2 separate regions of the Mus musculus genome follow, and region 2 is linked to region 1. Evidence: chromatin contacts called from public promoter capture Hi-C data. All regions are on one chromosome and are shown on one strand. The core of a region is the stretch at or near the end of the contact, and the rest is flanking DNA. Distances in the headings are between cores, read along the strand shown. Region 1 holds the start of Aga (aspartylglucosaminidase). Region 2 holds the start of Cep44 (centrosomal protein 44).

Region 1 (7,673 bases), core at 1,299-3,798:
ATCCATGGCAGTGCTGGAAGGCAAGGACGTGGAAGATTTACGAAGGCATTTTCTGTTGGTATTTGAACATAAAAAATCGCATTTCTCGGAGCAGCAATACGTGGAAGGCTAAACTGCATCTCAACACAGAAGGGAAAACCGCCCGTAAAGTTCATGGATTCCCGCAGACAAAATTCAAGAACGAACAGTCGATTTAGTATATATCCCAACACATTATTTTAAACATGGCTTTTACAGAGGCCTCTGGGTGAGGTCACTGAGACCACAGCATTTGCAGATGGTAGCAAATAACTGTGGCACAGGTACAGCTCTGCATCTCAGGGTTCTCCTCAGCCAAAGCTACTTAACCACCTACTTTTCTGTGATCCTGAGTATCCGGGTGACCTTTCGGCTTTTCTTTTCTTTTTTCTGTTCACTCTTTGTGTTGGAAGGGAGAAGCCCCATAAGCCGGGACTTCTGGCTGATGCTCACATTCATGCATCCTTCCAGCCTGCTCTGAATATGAGCCCACCTGACAGGAGAGCGCACAGACAAGTCCTGAAAAGCATCCTTACCCATCCATTATCATGGCATCCAGGGTGGTTTCGCCACCTTCATCAGGACTTCCTCCAAAGCCTACAGTCCCATCACACTGCTCCTTCTCACACACAGCACAGCCGTTCTCCACTGCATCCAGGGCAGAACCTCCAGATAGCAATGTCCACCACGCTGTTAAATTCCAACAGAGCTTATGTATAGTCATATATATTTTCAATGTGAAATGCAACAAGCCAAGAACAGTTTGAGATGTCTAAGTTTTTTTTTTCTTAACATTTATACTGTTAAGCTGAAATTTTAACAAGTCATTTTACCAAATGGGAACATTACAACAGGGAAATTAGAATGATACAGACCAAAGTATATGACTCCTTACTATAAAGAATTCAAAGAGGTTGGCTCTTAGTGGAAACTATTTAAAAAACTTATCAGTAACTATTTTTCTCTGTGTAAAAAATATGCCATCTTTAAGAGAGATAACTGAAACTATTTGGAGACAGTTGAACTTTAAAGTATTTTGAATTACAGCTTAACATTTCTTCATTTCTGTTTTTCTCATCTTGTGAGCTAGGGTCTTGCCATCTAGCCCTAAGCCCAAATGAAAATCCATGTACAAGTCTAGGCATGTCTACAAGTCTGGGTCTTCCTACCACAGCTACCTGAGAGCTGAAATTACAGGCATATGTCACTCATTAGATTACTAAAATATGCATATTTCACACTCTCAATGAGAACAAGTATCCCAGCAAGCCTCAGCAGAGTATTACAGTGGCAAATGACTTCATGTGGGTGAATTAATCTCACCTTCATGCAGCTTCTGAGATAATATTTTATAATTATAATTCTCATTTTCAGAAGAAAAGCACAGACATGGATGAAGTAATTCATTCAAGGCCACACAGTATATTTCAGAAGTTGCCCAGTTTCAAAAAGGCATTTCTCTAAGGTGTCCACGTTTCTTGTTTGTGTTTTGTGGTGTTCTTTGAGTATCGAGTGGGTAGGTATTGAAAGGAAAGACGTTTTACTTATAATTCCATGGATGTTGGTTTTAAGAAGTCTCCCCTCCCCAACTTCAATACTAGTAACTTTCACAGAATCATACCATGCATATAAAGGTGGAATTTCTTTGTTTGGTTATTGTTAGGAGGTCTCTTTCTTGGTCTGATTTCTCACTAACTCTGCTTCCCACACATCCCCGATAACATACAGATTTTTTCTGCACTGGATTCTGGATCCAACAGTGTCCACGAACATTTAATGTGATAGCAGTCTCAAGGGTGTCAAGGTTGGGGGCAATAAGGTACAATCCCAAGAAACACTGAAGATAATTTGAATGTATAAGTGATAAGGGCAGCGTCACAAACATTGATCAAATACATATGCATCCGTAGGAAATTATCAATTGTTTCCTAAACTGGAATCCAGAAGATAATGGAGAAACAGGAAGGAGGCTATCACAAGAAGTGTAGAGTGGAGGAAAAACTTTGTGGCAAAAGACTGCCACAAAAAGTGAGGCAGGTGACCCTGTACAAGTATAGCTAAGAGGCCCAATGTTAGAGGTCAGACAAGGTGGTGCAGGAAGCAGAACAATACACCAGATCCTAAAATGCAGCAGGGGCAGGGAAGATGGAGAGGGTCTGGTGTAAAGTCAGAGATGCAGGAAGGAGAGGAGGCTCGGCCTTCTGCAGCGGGTTCCCTCCTGCAACCTTAGGGACTGAGTGCAGCTTCCTGCAGAGGAGCTCACACAGTGCAGCCACCCGCCCCGGGCTGCCGCTCCCCACCTGCTTCAGTGGCATTCTTAAAAGGCCAAGTGTTGACGACCAGGGGCAGAGGGCTGGAGCCCCGCACCAGGGGCATGCCCAGGACCAGCAGTAGGAGAAGCAGAGACAGATTCGACTTCCGCTCCATAGCTGAGTGACCCGCCGAGCAGCGTGAAAAAAGTCCCCGCCGGCCGCGCGCCCAGCCGGCCAGCGCGAGAAAGGTCTCCACCAGCTCAGACTCAGGCAGACTCGTGATTCCCTTTAGTCTCATCCCCAACTTCCTCAACTCTCGCGAGACAACGAGGCCTTCTATTGGCCCAGTGAAGGTTTTTTTTTTTTTTTCTTTCTTTTTTTCTTTTTTTCCTTTTTTTCTTTTTTCTTTTTACAAATCTGATACTGTTTCTTTAGTGGTCTGGTCTGTCGACCTCTTTTTAGTTCTTTGTGAAAAGATACATACATATAATACTAGTACTTTTAGTGCTTAGCCCATTTTTTAAAGGGAGATTGACCTTATTGAAAATGAATATGAAAATATGTTACCCTAGTCGCACGATGCTTGAAAACTCAGATAACTGATAAGATATTATATGAGTTTTATGCATTTGCCATCTTAACTGCAAATTCAAGGTAGACAGCCAGCCCGATCTATAATCTACCCTGGACTTTCATTAAATTTTTAAAATGACTATAGAGTATAGGAGAAGTGCTCTTGCTTAGGACCTAGCTGTTTGAGGCATTTTCGACACAGACTTTTACATCCTTTCTTCACCACAGGTTTTTGTAGGACGTCCTTTAGTTACAAATCCCTGAGCTGCAGGGAAAGGACATGCTGGGCAAACAGAAACGTACCCTGTACATTGCCCACTGAAGTGCAGATTCCTTGCCTCCAGCCAAGAAGTCTAATTCCAGTCTTTTCTGAAGGTATTTTATTTTATCTTTGTGCCTGGCACCATTAAGTACTAAATAAATGTTTGAATAAAAGGAGAAATGGGAGCTTTACATGCATGGTACCGGCTGCTCATTTTGATAATTCAGTTGCTGTGCAGATGTGTGAGCATGGACCAGTAATCCCACTGGGACTCTGGGATGCTTGTCCATGTAGCTCAAGGAAGGCATAATTTTAAAGAGCATCTATAAATCTATCCAGACTGGTAAAATATGAACTAGGTGAGAGTTGTGAGGCTTAGAGAGTCTTCAAGGTTCTCATTGCACGGAAACTGAATCTGCAATTTAAACAGCATAAGATATCCTAGAATCATCCCCAGGCAGGCAAGTGCTATTAAAAAGTTAGGTGTAATTAAAAAGAAACGACACATGATCCTTCTATGGGGTTTTGGAGGAGGACCAAACTATTTGTGCTGTGCTAATGAGCATAAAGCTCTTGCTAGGTGAGATGAGAAAGATGGATGAAACGGAATAAGAAAGCAAGGAAAACACTTATTGTCTTCGGAATTAATTTTCCATAGCACCTGAGTTGTTATTTATAAGTTCAAAGAACCGAGACATGCCTTCAAGAATTATAAAATATAATACATGGTAAACTAGTCATGGTTCCTGAAGCTCGTTTTGGGCAATATAATTTCTCCAGCTGAAAGAACCTAGACTCACACAGAGGTAGGATAGCAAGGCAGGCAAATTTAAGGGAAGAAAATTGGGGGGATGGGGACCCTCCCTCTTGGGATCTAATTTTCCTTTCCTGCCTGAGAATCATGAAACTTCAACAAAACTGATAAAGCTTTTAGTCTGCAGAGATTATGTATATTCCTAAGGACAGCTCAAACAAGGATGTTAGAAACAACACATGATCAGTGTTTACTTCAAGAAGACTGGGTGCTTCTGTCTCGGACTGTATAATATTAGCATCCCTGTCTCATCTCCAAGTATAAACAGTAGGCCTTACAAATCTCTTAGCTTGAAGGAAATGTGATTTAAATGGCAAGATTTTCTAAATCCTAAAACCTTGTAATTGTATCCATTAGGGAATGTAACTTAGCCAGTATTCTCTATCTTTCTTTGTGCTTGTGTCTCTGGGTGTGTCTTTGTCTGTCTGTCTGTTTCTGTCCCTCCCTCTCTCACACACACTCATACCACAAACACACACACATGCACAGAGAGAAAGAGAGAGAGAGAGAGAGAAAACGTAAGAAAGATAAAATAGATAAAATATATTGTAATAGGAATATTTGAAAGTCTCAATGTGCCTACTTTCTATGGGCATTTGTACTGAAAATAATGTGCAGTCTCAAAATATACACCATCTTTGGTGGCTGTTGTGGTACTCAGCCACTATGGTACTCAGTAAACTCATTTTGTATATGCTTAGAAAAATTGCTACAGCTACAACCTACATCCTATGGACGTTAGATAACTTTGGATAGTTGGATTGCTTCTGTATGACTATTAATTCTTTTTAGCTACTTGGTGAATACTGATCTTTCATTGCTTCTTAATGTAACTGCAGCCTTTTGCTTGATTTTGATGTACTTCTAAATTAAAATGGACATCTGTTAACAATACATGGTAAACTTGTAAAACATGGCCTGCCGTTTTCTTAGTATCTACCTCATTTCTTATTTCAATAATTAATTGTATGTAACAGCTATACATTGCTATTGATTTTAAAAGATATAAAAGCTATATGATAATTTTTATTCAAGCTTAAAACGCACCACTTAGTTCTATTTTTCAAAATGTCTGTGTTACTAGGGAAAACATTCTTATAACAATATCTCAGGCATCAAGGCCAAAATGTTAAAACTTTGGATAACACATCACAGCTCTAGCTAGATTATTTAATCTTACAGAGACAGACGTTTCTCATCTATTAAATAGAGATAATACTCTTTCTTGTTTTAATGAATGAGGTAAGAGTTAGAAGAACATTCATATAATAATTAGCATTTACCAAATATCTATTGATAAGTGTCTGGAGAGAACAGTCGGTATAGAATGCAGACATTGCCGTGAGCTGGCTGGATACCTAGAATGCTTTTTAAAGTGACAGAGTTTGCACTAAATTTTGATTTGGAAATAGTTTCTGTTCACTTTGAGTTCTCTGAAAGTTATTATTAATGTTTATGAAGCTGGTGAACACCAGAGCTGCAAGATTTCTGGATTCAGAAGAGAAGCATGCTGATGTCATTCCAAGAATAAAATCTCTAGAGGAATCTTGCTTCTGTATAACTATTAATTCTTTTAAAAGCTGCTGCAAATATTGCTGTCTCTGTCTCTGACTCTATCTCCTCTCTCCTTCTCCCCCTTCTCTCTGTCTGTTTCACTCTGTCCCTGTGTACCTGTGTGTGTACATGTGTGCATTGTGAACATGTGTGTGTGTGTGTGTGTGTGCGTGCACATATGTGTATAAGTGTGTGAGTGTACATGAGCACATATGTGTTTGTGTGTGTGTGTGTGTGTGTGTGTGTGTGTGTGTGTGTGTGTTCAAGGTTGAGGGTGGTAATTGTGGGCAGCTGCAAACTCCCCTCCTTTTCCTCTGAACTTCATGGCTTTCAATTTATCAGTCTCTAAAGGCTGGAGAGTTGAGTCTTTCCTGATAGCATTTGAAGCTGTGGTTCTACAGAGGATTTAACATTGTAGTTTGCAGGGAGTCTAGGTATTTCAAATCTGAAGCTTAAAACACTAAGCCATCCCCTCCGGCTTTTGAGCGGATGCTGGGAAATCCATTTTAGAAACATGCCCATGTTTTGCTACTTGTTCAAAGCTGTAAGCGTGACTTGGCATTGAAATAATAATTTCTTTTCCAAAAATCCCCACTGAACTATTACCTGGGTTATCTAAATACAGGCTATTTATTTGATTGGCATTTGCTCTTGTCAGTTTCAGAAGCTGTAAGTAATGGTTTTTGCTGGTGTCAAAGCATAGTGGTAACTGTGTTTCTAATTTAAATCCATTCTTTTTTTTTGATAATCCAGGAATACCTAATGATACCTGATTGTACATTCTGGATGTAATTAGAGTCATTATCCAGAAATGTCATCTTATTATTCTCTGGAGTTTTCTTCCTTTCTGAGTTAATGTTTCTGGGTTATGTCACACCTGCCCCCAATCCCGATTTGTCAAATCAGTAGCATATTCAAATTAGTCACTTCCTTTTGACTTTTTAACCTTTAAAATCATCTTAATGATGTATAAAGACTGAGATAGTGCAACATCACATTGATATTTACCTGATTTTCTCCATTAAACTGTTTTGTGCAACATATTTTCAATTTGTAATCTTAAAAATAGACCATTGGTATGATAAAGTTGCTATGACAAGGCTATTGTAAATCACTTTACATAGTAGATCCTGTTTTTTTATAGCAGTTGTTTATGATGTTGGAATGTTTTCAAACAGGTGACCCATTTCTCTAGCAGAGGCCTAAGGCAGCAGAACAGATTTCCTTTCAGCTTCCTACCATGTTAAAAATCACTTTGAAATTTTAATATCACATGTGACTTTTAAAAAAAAAAAAAGAAATTCAACAATAAGTGTAGACCTCCAAAGTAGCCATGTCTTGCAGTAAATTCTTATTTACTAGATTATACTCTTTAGCTGAACACAATTCAAGTGAGAAAATAATCTTAGCTATGAATGCACATGCAAATTATGCAGACAATTTGTTCTTACCCAGTGACTCATAGTGATTTAAATGTGAGATTATTTTACATGTGACTCACTATAATTCTTTTTTAGAAGGACCACTCACAATTTCCAATTTCTGGAATCTTCAATCAGCTTTAATGTTTCAGTAGCAAATGCCAGGTGATTTGAAGGTGGCCTTGAGCAATAGGTTTTTACCTGCCCTCTGCCCCCATGCCCCTTAAGTAATAGGTGTTAGAGCTGCTCTGACATATCAGAACCTTGTTGTTTTCTGGTCATATGAAGAAGCATAAACTGATATCCAGGTACACAGCCACATTCCAGCCAGGGAATCAGGTAAGGCCACACTTCTCTTTTCTTGTCAAGTAATTACAAGTATTTCCAGAGTATTATTTTATTCTAACTAGCCAAAGAGATATCATTTGGCCTTTTCAGAAAAACAAAACAAAGCAAAACATAAAAGCCCCATCCCCCCAATACATGCTTTTTCCTTTTACTTCCTTTTTTTAAAACAAAAGTAATAATTCATAGGTCTTTCACCTTACTCTTGAGTCAGTATAGATACTATAGGAACACTAGAAACAGAAGCTTAGATTCACAGGTTAACTATGAGAATTTATGCACTGAAGTTTCTAGAAACTTTTAAAATGACTTTGGACTTCATCCGGTGTAAATTTGGACTACGAATCAATCTTATTTAGATCCTAAGAATAAAAGAAAACCTCCTTCAACTTCCGAGTTATGACTGTGGTGCTCAGTGGGCGATTGAAAGGAAA
Region 2 (7,040 bases), core at 3,697-6,196, 3.0 Mb before region 1:
CAAAATGCTAAGCATGTATCAGATAACATCTGAAACCTGTGGCAGAGATTTTCCTGGATTATTACAGCCCACCTTCCTCATATTTCTATCCTGTATTTGAAAAGGGCCTTGATCCAGACTTTCTTTTGTTCTGTGGTTATAAAAACGTCAAAAAAATGTTAAGGTTGGAACACAGTAGTTGGAATAACCTGAAGCCATGTTCTCAGATATGGAGTCATGTTTAGCTCCAGAATAACTATCTTTTATCCTCTTTGAAGTGAGAGCTGTGTTTTTCTGTCAAAAACAAAATAAAACACCGTATAATTAACAAATGAATTCAGGAAAAAGACAGTAGGCTAGGTCAACAGAAAAGATTGGTTGTATTTCTATATACTAATGAACAATCTGAACAGGAAATTAAGAAGATAATTTCATCTGCAAGAATACAATATTTAGGAATTAATTTAATCAGTCAGGTGGGACTTGTACAGTGAAAGGTACAAGCACTGCTGCTGGAAGTGAGAGGGGAAATATAGAAATACATTCCTACCCATGAACCGGAAAACTCAATATTGCTAACATTTCAACACTACATAAAGACAATATACATGATACTGCTTATGTGAAATATTTAGTGTAGACAAATCGTAGACATAGGATAGGATGTCAGGACCTGGTGAAGGGAATAAGGAAGGGGTGGTTGATGGACATACACTTTTAGCTGTATAAATGTAAGTAATTATGGAGGTAGATAGTGGAAATAGTCACTAGCCACTATAAGTCACAAGCCACTATAAATATATTGCATATCATTGACCGGTACATTTTAAACTGAATATACTGATAAATTTTATTTTGTGTGCATTGCTTTACCACAATTGAAAACTTGAAAGACAATTCCATGATTGCGTAAAAACAAAAGAGGAAAATTACCATAACTTGAATACCATGGAAAGATGGTAAAAGTGGTGAGTTTATTTAGTATCCGAGGTTCTTCTCACTTGTTTCTCCACCCCCACCACATCTATAAATAACTAAGAAGTATGGGCAGAAAGGCTAAGTGTGGTTTACTTCTTAAAGCTGGTTTCTTCATTTAAATGTTTAAACAATCCTATATGCACTCTATTCTGGAAGAACGTGTAAATGGATAATTCTAGAACTAAGCACCTTAAATTCATTGCTCAAACTTGAACTGTATATCTGTTTTGTGCCAATAAAGTTGGATAACATTTTGCAAATAAATAAGGATTCCAGTACCTGTCAAACATGGGAAGAAGCACGGACAATTTTATACTGAGGCATAGCCGAAATAGTGCCATAACAAACATGAAGCGAGAATCTTTTGCTCCCACTAAGCTTTTAAAGCTAGTCGGCAAAAGCTGTACTGGTGACGTGCAGTCCAGTGTGTAGAATGAAGCTGGTGCTTGTGGTGCAGGACAATCAAGGGGCTTAGAAAGGGAAGAGACTTGCAAATCTGTACTTGCTAAGAACCAATGAGAATCAAAACAGTCTTGACTTTCTTGTGAAGCATGGGTAGTAAAGGTTATTGTTCTTTTTTAAACCTAGGTCTTTATATAATATACAATAAACCAACATATCTTATTGACTAACAGAATGCTGACTAGATAAAAACAAGTAGATCTAAAACAGGTTTATTTACTTTTTAAAAACCTTTAAATACTATAACTTTCAAGGCCATCAAAATTTTATGTATTGCTATTGTTGACACACTTTAATGTAATTCTATCTTGAAAAGCCCAAGATCATACTTGGGGTGTGTACCCTTGTTTTATTAATTCCCTCTCTCTCCCTTATCAATGTCCCTACTAAAACTGTATTAAATTTATTTTTAATAAACCTTGCTTTATAAGTCTCATCCTAAGTTTCGCTGCTGCTGCTGGTTTGCAGCAAGGTAAAATATTCTGGCTTCAGCTGAGTAGAGGTCTCTAAGGAGTACACCTTGGACTGATATACACAACAACATGGAGTATAGCCTATTCTGTAACCCACTACCACTCACACTTGCCATGTAAATCCTTTTTTAAAAAAATCAAAGCACATTTCCAAAGCACACTTTTCCCACCCCTATTTGATCATATGGGTTTAACAGAAATTTTCCACTGATCTGCATTTTATCTATAACCAGCCCTAGCCTTTTCCTAACTGCTTTCCTTCTCAAAAGCTATCTTCCATACATTTATTTTGACCCAATTTCAGCTATGTAAAAGGGTAAAAGATAACCTCAAACACTCTTTTCAGATTCTCTACCCTTCAGGCAATATTAAATAATATTCTTTAGGATAATTAATATAAAATATTTCTAAATTATTTTTCTGGAGGAGCTGATACTAGTATAATTCACATGTTACTTCAAAATCAGGCTTTTTTTTTTCCTTGTCAGAATTAAATTCTTTTGGACATACTTTGGCTAAGATATTCTTATGTAGTGATTACTTTTAACTGCTAAAAGTTATCAGGCACGGAATTTGTTCCAGGTGCCTCTAAAATGGCTTCCATCGATTTTGCCTCCTGTGTTATCTATCCTCTGCCTCTCTAATGTGGGTTGGGTTAAAGACTCTTAACAAACACACTATGATAGCAGTGATAGGATATCACTTCTAAGATTAGATTATAAAATATAGTTATCTTCCCTCAGTTGGATGCTTTCTCCCAGCTTGTCTGTTGTAGGGGAAATCAACAGCCATACTATACTCTAAGGGGGTTTTCTGAAGAAAACCCACTTAGCGGAGAATCTAGGGCAGCTGGCAACTATGTGCATGCACTTGGAAGTGCACCCTTAGTCCATCTCAGTGCAGTCTCTCAATAGTATCACAAGTCCCAAACACAGCCTAACTACGACCTCAAGAAACAAGCTGAACTACTCTGTTGAACGTTGCCCTGATACTTGACTCAAAGAAACCAAGATAGTACATGTTTGTTGTTTTAAGCTGCATTAAATTTGGGGATAATCATAAACCAGCAATATGAAACTAATGACGATACTTAGGTAATTGTTAATTTAGAAAAACTGTATAAGCAAGAAGTTTCTGAATTAACCTGAAAATAATAAATTTATTTATTGTTCATTCTGAGACCTGCTCTACATTGTAAAAACAAAACAAAAACAAAAACAACAACAACAACAACAAAAACCTTTCACAAAGGTAGCCGGAAGCTCTTCTCGTCGGAGTGAAAGTGCCAAAGTCCAAAGAACCAAAGCAAAGAGAAGAGTACTTAGTGACCTGTTGCAAAACCATACTTCCAAGCCTTTGGAAGGCCAAGAAAAAGGATTGCTAGCTAGGGACAGTCGGGGCTACACAGTGAATTCTGAGCCAGCCTGGAGTACACAGGAGACCTTGTCTCAAAATACAAACAAAAACGGAGTGCAAACACTGACATGAACAACAGTTTGTATTCAATTGCAGTATTGAGGGTAATGAAGAGAATATGGCGCGCGCGCGGGGTGGGGGTCTTTACAAATAAATGTCTCATTTATAAATTAAGTAGTCACAATTATTAATTAGTAAATACAGAACGAAAAATAAACCAGAAATATATCGAGTAAGAATTGCAAACTTCTATGGTTTTTGTCTAGACAATGTGTACTGAGTAATACGATGTGGAAAGTGGAGCGTAGCCACAGAAAAACAAAACGAAAAGGAAAGTGTTGAACCAATTTTACAGTCTGTTTGGAGACTGTAGCAACTAGCAATCAGCGGAGGTCTTAAACTGGATATGTTTGAATTCGTATTAAGGGGACGCCGTAAGAAATGAAGCGTGCCTTGGCATCGAACGACGCTGTAACCACCACAAAAGCAATACGTGAAACTGAAGAAAGTAACCTCCACCGTTTGTCATCTTTCAAGAGGGACGACACCACGTCGCTACCGCGAGTCCCAAATCGACCTCTATACCAATGGCCTAGAAACAGAAGAGACTCACACCCGCCTCTCGATTCTGATACACCATTTTAATAAGCCACCGCTGCTGTCACTCAAAATGTCTCACAGTACCCATTGGTCCTAAACTGTTGCTTGCTGGGCCAGGGCTATCAAGTGGCAAGCATCCCTACCCCTCACTTCGGAGGAGAAAAGTGAGAGCGTCCGGGCGGGCGGAAGAAGCAAGGCATTGGAAGCCTCTGTGCCGACGCGAGTACCTGAGCGACCTGGGATCTCCACCGCCGCCGCGACGACTCGGCCTGTGGGCGGGGGCTGTCAGCCGAGAAGAAAATGGCTCAGCCGGGAACTGGTGCCCAAGCCATGGAGAGGCCTGTCCAGAGCGCACGTGTTCGCGCTGGAGAACACGATGGCTGCGAGGGAACCAGAAGCCGCCCCAGACTCCCGCGAAGTCACAGCACCTCTGCCTGCAGAAGCCCGAGTGGCGGACCTTGCAAGGTTTTGACGTTTCCTATTGTTGCCGGAAGTGACGTCGAGGAGCGGCTCCTTAAAGGAAAAAGATTTCCGTTTTCCTCATTCAGATTCGCCAAAAAGTCTTTACTTTTCCGCTTCTCATTCTGAACTGCTTTGGCCATCAAAATTATGCTAATTTGAAATGTGACATTCAATAAAAGACATGTAATTGATAAGACTTTAACGACAGTAGAGTATCCTGAAGAAGCTGCGCGAACGGAGTGTGGAATCTGCATCTAGGAATGCCAGCATTTGGGGCAGCCTCTGGCTCGGAATGTTTAGCCGCTGTTCGAACTCTCGGCTCGAACTCTGAGTTCTAAAAACAAACCGTCGGCACGAGGGGCGACCCGAGGCGCGGGCGTAAGGCTCTGGGGCTGCAGACCCGGTTCCCGCCACGTTCTCGGGTTTCTAGTGCTCCCTTCTTCTTTCTGTGTTGGTACGGTAGCCTTGGGAACCTTTCAGTTTGCTTAGGGGCTGCTGGCTGAGCCAGAGCTCGTGGACCTGCTGTGCTCTGGCTTGGACGAAGGTGGCCCTTCTGCTGTCCTCACCGAGGTTCCTGGGTTGTAGGCGAATGATCAGGTCTACCTTTTCATCCCTTTAAATTTAGAGGCAGAAAGGGAATTCGAGATGGGACTTGCTTGTGTACCAGCTGGTATGGTTTTGGAAGGCATCAAGTAGAATGAATCGGAGTCTGCCCTCTTTGAATTGTTTTGTAGATGCCTTTAAGTTTCTTTCCGTCAAAAATACATCTAGCTTCAAAAGACTGTCCGGAATAGAAAAAGTACTCCTTCCTTCGTGTTCTCTTTGTTTTCATCTTCATGGTGTCTCCCCCCCCCCAAAAAAAAAAAAAAAAAAGAATTCTCCATCTACTTTGAGGCCTATGATTGCTCTGTATGAAAAGAAAACTAATTTTAACATATGTATTCTAGACTTACTGCTACACTAGACTGTTTTACAGAATTATTTGCAAGCATTTTAACAATGTTTTATGCGTGAACACAGCGGTTCCCTCATCGGATCTTACAACAGCATTTTCCTAGTATCTATTACGGAGAGATTTTGTAAGTTTAGTTTCTACAGATTTGTATCCCTTTATCTTAAAGTTTGTCTTTTAGATATGTCAAGCGGAATTTCAAAATCCTAGCTATCCACTGTGATTATTAAAGGCTAGTTACTTTATCCTGGGCAAAATGATTTTGGAGTCCTGTGACATGTTTTTAAAGACCTGTAGCAGCTACGAAATTGAGCTGGGTTTGAAACAAAGTATCTTAAACTGCAAAGCTGGGGGACTAGCTCAGTGGTAGAGCCATTGGGTATGCCAAGATCCTGAGATCGGTTCCGTTCCCCACCAAAGCCATCTTGTGCGGTGCTCACAATGTCTTCCAGCAATTCGGTTGGTGGATTTGATTTGTTCCTAACTCTTCAGAAAGCTAGGTAGACCAGTGAGACCTTAATGATTGAATCTGTATATGGTCTTCATTTAATATCCTGTGATAAGTAATATAAAGTGAAAATGCTAATTTTTAAGTAACAGTTTAATTTTATCTCAGATTAATTATGGTCAAGTGTAAAGTATGTTTCAGTACTTGATTAGCTTCAATTCATAGTAATAATTTTAGTATTTACTAATTAAAAAACACTAGGAAAGCCTTTCTTGAAAACATACTTCTATGATCTTGTTTTTTTAAAAATACCTTTATGTTTTTCTCTTCTGTCATATCTTTTCCCTCCACCTACAGATACAAGCTGTACTTGAATCTTACTCTTCTTTAAAATGTTTATTGTGCTGGTAATGAAGAGGATGTGTTCCTGGGGCATACTTTAGTGTCCGAAATTTCATTACCAGAAGTAGAAATAATGTAAAGATAAATGCCTTCTATGATACCAGCAAAAGAAAAGGTAGCACCGAGTATTGGATAAAATTGCATGTCCTGGGAAGATAGGATATGTACAAAACTAACAATTGTGTTGTCAGATGGGTCTGGAAACTAAAACAAGATCAGACCTGCAATCTTAAATCCCAGGCACAGTGTTTGTAGTTACAGCAGAGGCTAGAGTAGTTCCCCTGTCACCTTTCTTAGGCAATAAAGGTTGGTCTGGGAAGTCTGTCTTAACATATCTGTATGTCTTTCTAGCCCCGGCATCTGGAAAGATGGGAAATAAGCCTTACTGTTTTGACCAGTATGTTGTATAATTTAATTTTAGGATTTCTTTCCCCGTCCCCCCCCTAAAATCCTCATTGTCTAAATATCTTACTATTTAGTAGGTAATTTGGTGTTTCAAACATGCTGACCATAGCATCAGTGCAAGGATACTTAAAGTACATTCAGCAGCTCGCTCCGCAGGAGCAGACTGCGAATGGGGTGCTATGCCACGGACATGGAATAGGTGCCCAAGTCTAGAGAAATGGCCACAGAAGTGATGGTGGCCCAGGCTTAGAATTCTGCACATTGCCAGCTTTATATACTTCTCCTGACCTATACAGACGCAGAGGTGTCTGGGCAGGGGTGATTATATGTCAATCGTTGCTGAAATACAGCCCATGAACAAAAACCCCTAAGTATAGTTCATCTAATTCTTGAATTGTTCTTTTTTTCTTTTTCTCTTTCTTTCTTTCTTTCTTTCTTTCTTTCTTTCTTTCTTTCTTTCTCA

The links. Promoter capture Hi-C pulls out the DNA fragments that hold promoters and counts their contacts.
Region 2: a promoter capture Hi-C map of pre-B cells shows a contact between it and region 1. The contact joins the promoter of Cep44 here to the promoter of Aga in region 1. A contact is called at or near these places in 2 of 39 promoter capture datasets (liver and pre-B cells) and 3 of 484 Hi-C or Micro-C datasets (CD4 T cells, CD8 T cells and muscle stem cells).

What each region holds. Positions count from the first base shown.
Region 1 is chr8:53,506,577-53,514,249 of GRCm38.p6, reverse strand. Aga (aspartylglucosaminidase) reads right to left here and starts at 2,548. Exons shown (of 9, transcript NM_001005847.2): 1 at 2,319-2,548; 2 at 555-708; 3 at 1-13. The coding sequence starts at 2,445.
Region 2 is chr8:56,548,472-56,555,511 of GRCm38.p6, reverse strand. Cep44 (centrosomal protein 44) reads left to right here and starts at 4,946. Exons shown (of 11, transcript NM_001009951.1): 1 at 4,946-4,967. It overlaps Fbxo8 (F-box protein 8), which reads right to left and starts at 4,358. Exons shown (of 6, transcript NM_015791.4): 1 at 4,136-4,358.